Linked DNA regions of Gasterosteus aculeatus: region 1 is linked to region 2. The links are chromatin contacts, called in public Hi-C maps. All regions are on one chromosome and are shown on one strand. Each heading gives the region's core, a stretch centred on a gene start, on an enhancer-like site or on the middle of the called end of the contact. The rest is flanking DNA. Distances are from core to core; before and after follow the strand shown. Region 1 overlaps man1a2 (mannosidase, alpha, class 1A, member 2). Region 2 overlaps trim45 (tripartite motif containing 45).

Region 1 (2,700 bases), core at 136-2,635, 43 kb before region 2:
GAAACGAGCATCAAGCGGTCCATTGAGAAAAGAAAATCACCTGAAGAACATTCATTACTCAAGTAGAAGTACAGATACTAGGGTTTAAAAAGACTCATGTAGAAGTTGAAGTATCGACTCAAGCTTTTTACTTAAGTATAAAAGTACTGGTTTCAAAACTACTTAAAGTATAAAAGTAAAAGTAATGTAAGAAATTCCATTAAGGACAAACTCTTAATGCGTAACTTCGCTCACACAACACGTCAGTCCGCTACAATGTGATCAGAAGGCGCTTGCAGATCACGTGACCTGCCGTTGGGATGGTGGAAACAACAACAACAACAACAACAAATGTATCTGACTTAAACAGATAAAACCACAACCCATTTTCCAGTGACACGAGTCACACACACGTCGTTCGCATTGATGAGGTAGACTGCAGCGTCTCCCCCGGGTTCACTACGTATAATGATGGGAAACACTGAACTGGCAGCGGTCGGTTATCAAACATTGACCAAATAACCAGAATGTTCAGGCTTTACGAGCAAATACAGAATCCCTTTGTGTTCATTTGCAAAGCCGCATTAAGACACACGTCACTTTATTTAATACGCTGCTTGCAAGTCGCTGTGTGCCAGTCTCAATAAAACATTTAGGACAAACCATGAAGATGCTCATCTAACATTACATATAATCTGCGTGAGGAAGAGGAGGAGGAAGAGGAGGAGGGTCCATGTCGCTAAATACCAACTTTCCCCATCGGGTGTCTGGATGCTAAATGTTTATACTTCTCATCCAAACACAATCACATCCACTGTGTCCGGATGGCGCCGTTTATCTGGATGGGTTTTTTGTGTTTTTGAACGACGACAAGCCGGAAGTAACGAGGCTGTTTTTAAAATGTGAGGAGTAGAAAAGTACAGATATTTGCGTGAAAATGTAAGGAGTAAAAAGTCGTCTGAACAAAATAAATACTCCAGTAAAGTATAGATACCCAAAATTTCTACTCAAGTACAGTAACGAAGTATTTGTACTTCGAAGTATTTGTACTTCGTTACTTGACACCTCGGTCCCCTCCTCACCCGTCCGGTCGTAGGACTCGTGGCAGGTGTGTGCGATCTCGGCCCCCAGCTGCAGGTAGTGTCCGGCCTTGTCGTCAGGCGAGCCGTCGGCGCCAAGCGCGAACATGCCGCCGGCGAAGCAGGCCAGGTGGCCCATCTTCCTCTCCAGGTGGCCGTTCTTCCACTCGCCGATGAACGTCAGGCCGCCGTTGGATTTGCGTATCAGGTGGCGCTCGATGGCCTGGAGAGAGGGGCGAGGGGGGGGGGGGACACATTAAGTGTACGAATATGTACGAGTGTATTTATATGCAGCTCGAGGACGTGTGAAACGTGTGTTAGTGAAGAGATGAAGTCCACACAGATTTTATTACAGCAGGAATGTGGGTGGAGGTTGTGAACAGAATATATATAAGTGTGAGTGTGTGTGTGTGTGTGTGTGTGTGTGTGTGTGTGTGTGTGTGTTGACATTGAGTGTGTGTGCATGAGGGTCAAACCGAAGGAAACAGAACAAAGACAGATTTTAAACCCGTCCACACCAATCATCTACTCGACAGGCCACTAACCAGCGCCTCCTGCTGCGTCCGTAAGTAAAGTGACCCGCCCACCTGACCGCCCACCTGACCGCCCACCTGACCCGCCCACCTGACCCGCCCACCTGACCTTCTGCTGAAGGACGTTTGGTACAATCCAGTGACGGTTTATCTCCGTTCTAAAGAAGACGACATCGCTTTCGCCAGATGAGACAATCGCTGAAGCATTTAGGTTGAGTCGGCCGGCTAGTTAGCTACTTAGCTAGCTGAGCAAAGTGATCGTCACCATGACAACCAACAACACCACCCTTTGTAGAGTACGTATCATTAATTTTAATTGTGTGTTTTTAATGTAAAGCTACAATTAATATTTCATCTGCCACAGCTGTGTTTTTTGTCTTGACTTACTGATCAATTCATTCATTATTTATTACGTTATTTGCATTTACACTCATTCTGAATGTGTGTAAATTATATTCATGTAGACGCGTGTCTGCATATGGCGGAGGGAGTGAGCGCAGCCCTCGAACACGCGGTACCTCGATGGCGTCGTCGTAGGTCCTGCGCGCCTCCGTGTCCGTCTTGTCCGACATGAGCCACGCCTTCAGCAGGTACTCGTAGAAACTGTCCCCGAGTCCCCCGACCGACGTGTGGTCTGAAAAGAGCAGGCGGGGTAAAGAAAAGGGTTAGAGTGGAGGGAGGAACACACGCACACACACACACACACACACACACACAATCTGCTTCAGAACATTAAAAACCAACTGAACTAAATGTGATCCACCGATTGGACCCTGGCGCCTCCAACCAAATAATACAAAATTAAAAACAATGAACAGCTCATTTTAATTTGACCGTCTTCACTTTGGAGATATCTAACTTTTCGATTTAGTCTTAATTGTGATATTTTCCCTTGATATCGAGCGAGGACGTTGTGATTGCAGGTTTCAGTCTCTGTGTCGAGCCGCCTTTAATAGGTTTAACTACGGCGTGAACTGATCTGTTAACTGATGATAATCCACCGATGAAGAGGAGATCGACCGGCTTGTCGCGTGTGTGTGTATGTGTGTGTGTGTGTGAGAGGTGTGTGTGATAATAAGGCCATCAGTCACAGCAGGATCTCATTAAGA
Region 2 (2,700 bases), core at 165-2,664:
ATCCCTGAAGAGGGCGAGCTTCTTCTGCACTCACATTTCAACGCTTCTTTTTGAAGCATCTGCGACATGGTTAGATGAACATTCACCACCAACAGGTCGAAGGCAGAGGAGCGAAGACGTGTCACAGCTCGCTTCTTCAGCTTGAATCGACACTTTTATTTCTTCCACAAAAATCAACCTCAGCGTAAGAACATCAGATGATGCTGCAATGTGTTTTTAATGATATTTATAATGATCAAGTAGATTACATTTTGTAAACCTCAAAACAATATTTAAAAAAACCCCTCAGTTTTGCGTGAAAATATGTTGCGTCTCTTCCTGCGTCTCAGTGCCATTAAAAGCTCACAACACATCTGATGCTTTCACACAACCGCTTCATCATCTTCAGCCTGTGTGTGTGTCTGTGTGATGAAGCTGATGAAATATTGTAACTTCCTCCGCAATCGTTTTTTTTTTTTGTAGATCCCAAAGCATCAAACTTTGAAATAAAGAGATCCAACCTTGAGATGTTTCTCTCTTTTTCTCCAACGATGATGCAGAAACCACCTCTCTGCTCCGAGCAGCTTATCGAGTTATTATGAATGAAGATGATTCGCAGGAACAAGGACGGAAAGTTGGTCACGGTCACCGTTGGGGTCAAAGGGGGGGACTGAAGGAAGAGGCGAGCAGCTCTCTGCTGCCGCCCGGTGGTGCAGAGAGAGAGACGCTAGTTGGTATGAAAACAGTCCTTTTGGGGGGGAGATGCGTTCCTTTAATAAAGAAAAGCAGCAGGTGAAGTGTGTAAAAAAGTGTTTATTGACGAACGTCTGAGATGAATGTAAGTGAACTGCAGCGTCACGTCCATCTTTAATATTCTTTATTAAACTTTCCATCAGCAGCATATAACAAACATTATGTGGCTCTGCTCATGTTATATATAATCATATCAGCTATTAGTTGTGGTTTCATGTTAAATATGGCACGTTTGGTGGGATGTATCATATGGTTAATATTAAAAAGCGCCTTGCAGGAGGCGAGATAGAAACAGAAGCCATGAAGACATTAATAAAGTAATAATAATGAAAGATTGTTATAATGTCAAAGCATCTGTTCTCTTGTATAACAGTCTTCAGTGTGGATTTTTAAGAAGAATTATCTTTATATTACAGAATTACAATTGTAAAGCACTAGATCACAAAATATACTTTCCTCGGTATAAAAATGCAAAAGTAATAAAGTTCCACAACTTGCAAATTCTTCGTTACTTTCTACACTGAAGACATTAAGAACTGAGTTCAGCCCCTTTCTGAAAATGACAGCAGCTTCCAGGTGCAAAGAACGTAAGAAACATGAACACCGCTGAGAGGTGCAGAAGGCTGCAGGAGGTGCAGAAGGCTGGAGGAGCTGCAGAAGGCTGGAGGGGGTGCAGAAGGATGTAGGAGCTGCAGAAGGCTGGAGGGGGTGCAGAAGGATGCAGGAGCTGCAGAAGGATGCAGGAGGAACGAATGATCAATATCAATAAGGCCGTCACAAAGAAGTATCATCAAACTGGTGCTGGCAGAAATAACATCCAGTCAACCTGTTCCTGAGGGCCCCAGGAGAAGGTCTCGCCTCCTCGTCTCCTCAGAGCTCGACGGTCCGCAGGTGTCCTCGGGGAGAGACGGCGGCCACCACGCTGGGGGGCAAACACTCGGACCGCTCCGCCGTGCTGCCGCAGCACGACCAGTGAGGCCTCCCGGGGTGTCCCCTGTGCCCGTGACCGCAGCCTTTGAACCCCCCTGCAGAGGGACAATGACGGGACAGACAAGACGGGAGGACAGGTGTGAACAGGAGGACACGGCTTACGGGCAAATAGTTGCAGCTTCAATTATTCAAAACAGCATCAGCCTCTGAGAGGGAGTCATGAGTTCCTCCTCCACGTCTCTGTGGACACGGTGGGTTGGACGGAGAAGGAAATGATGTCTTTTATTGTAATTATGGGACAGAAGAAGCTTCTCAGGGAGAAAATAGAGCCACTTTTGTGAAAATGGCTCCGTGATGAGCCTCCCTCTCGTCCATCAGATCCGTCCTCTCCCCGTGTCCTCTTTGTCCCCGTGGGGACACTGGAGTACCTGGCATGGACCCCGCGCAGCCACAGCGAGCCTCTTTGGATCCTCCGCTGGAGCAGAAGGAGCAGCAGTGGAACGTCCCGCCGTGACGCCTCAACTTCCTCTTCACCTGCAGAGCGAAGGGGGAACCCTGCAGGACGGGACGGGACGGGGACAGTCAGCTGGTTCGCCCGTCTCTTTTACTTGTCAAATATCCCAGCAGGAAAAAGTGACATTCTAATAAATGTAAAGCAGGTAAGTAAATAAAACTGTGATGCAGAGTGAATCTGCCATTAGAAATAAAACGTATAAATAATGTTATTTTACGTTCATGTTATGATTTATTGTATTTATTATTTCTAATTTGTTTATTTACTTCCTCTGCATGCTGGGAGCTGAGCGTCGTACCTTGACGTGTTGACCTTTCACACAGACCCCCACGGCGTACGGCCCCGGCTCCCCGGCTGCGTACGAGACTCCGTAGGATCCGTCTGCGCCATCGGACACCGTCACCTCCAACGCGCTGAAAGGACGGAGAAGTCCTCAGAGACAGACGCCAGGGACCTGGATCACCTTCCAAAAGACCCCCCCCCCCCCATAGATATAGAGCTGCTGCCTGGCTCAAGGGTCTGTG

Evidence for each region. Hi-C and Micro-C count contacts between places; a contact is called where the count stands out from the background.
Region 1: a Hi-C map of whole body shows a contact between it and region 2, with 5 times the contacts expected there. The contact joins two enhancer-like sites. A contact is called at or near these places in 5 of 6 Hi-C or Micro-C datasets (liver, skeletal muscle, tail fin and 1 more).

The regions. Positions count from the first base shown.
Region 1 is chr16:18,651,501-18,654,200 of fGasAcu3.hap1.1, reverse strand. It overlaps man1a2 (mannosidase, alpha, class 1A, member 2), which reads right to left. Exons shown (of 14, transcript XM_078090857.1): 10 at 2,110-2,225; 11 at 1,062-1,281. Among protein-coding and RNA genes, the nearest start is that of tent5c, 9.2 kb to the left of the region's middle. Within about 2 kb of position 1,385, at least 1 of the 9 cell types and tissues checked has open chromatin away from gene starts, as enhancers often do.
Region 2 is chr16:18,608,740-18,611,439 of fGasAcu3.hap1.1, reverse strand. trim45 (tripartite motif containing 45) reads right to left here. Exons shown (of 9, transcript XM_078090840.1): 6 at 2,475-2,589; 7 at 2,091-2,217; 8 at 1,559-1,757; 9 at 840-1,459. The coding sequence ends at 1,603. Among protein-coding and RNA genes, the nearest start is that of LOC120833624, 5.2 kb to the right of the region's middle. Within about 2 kb of position 1,414, at least 4 of the 9 cell types and tissues checked have open chromatin away from gene starts, as enhancers often do.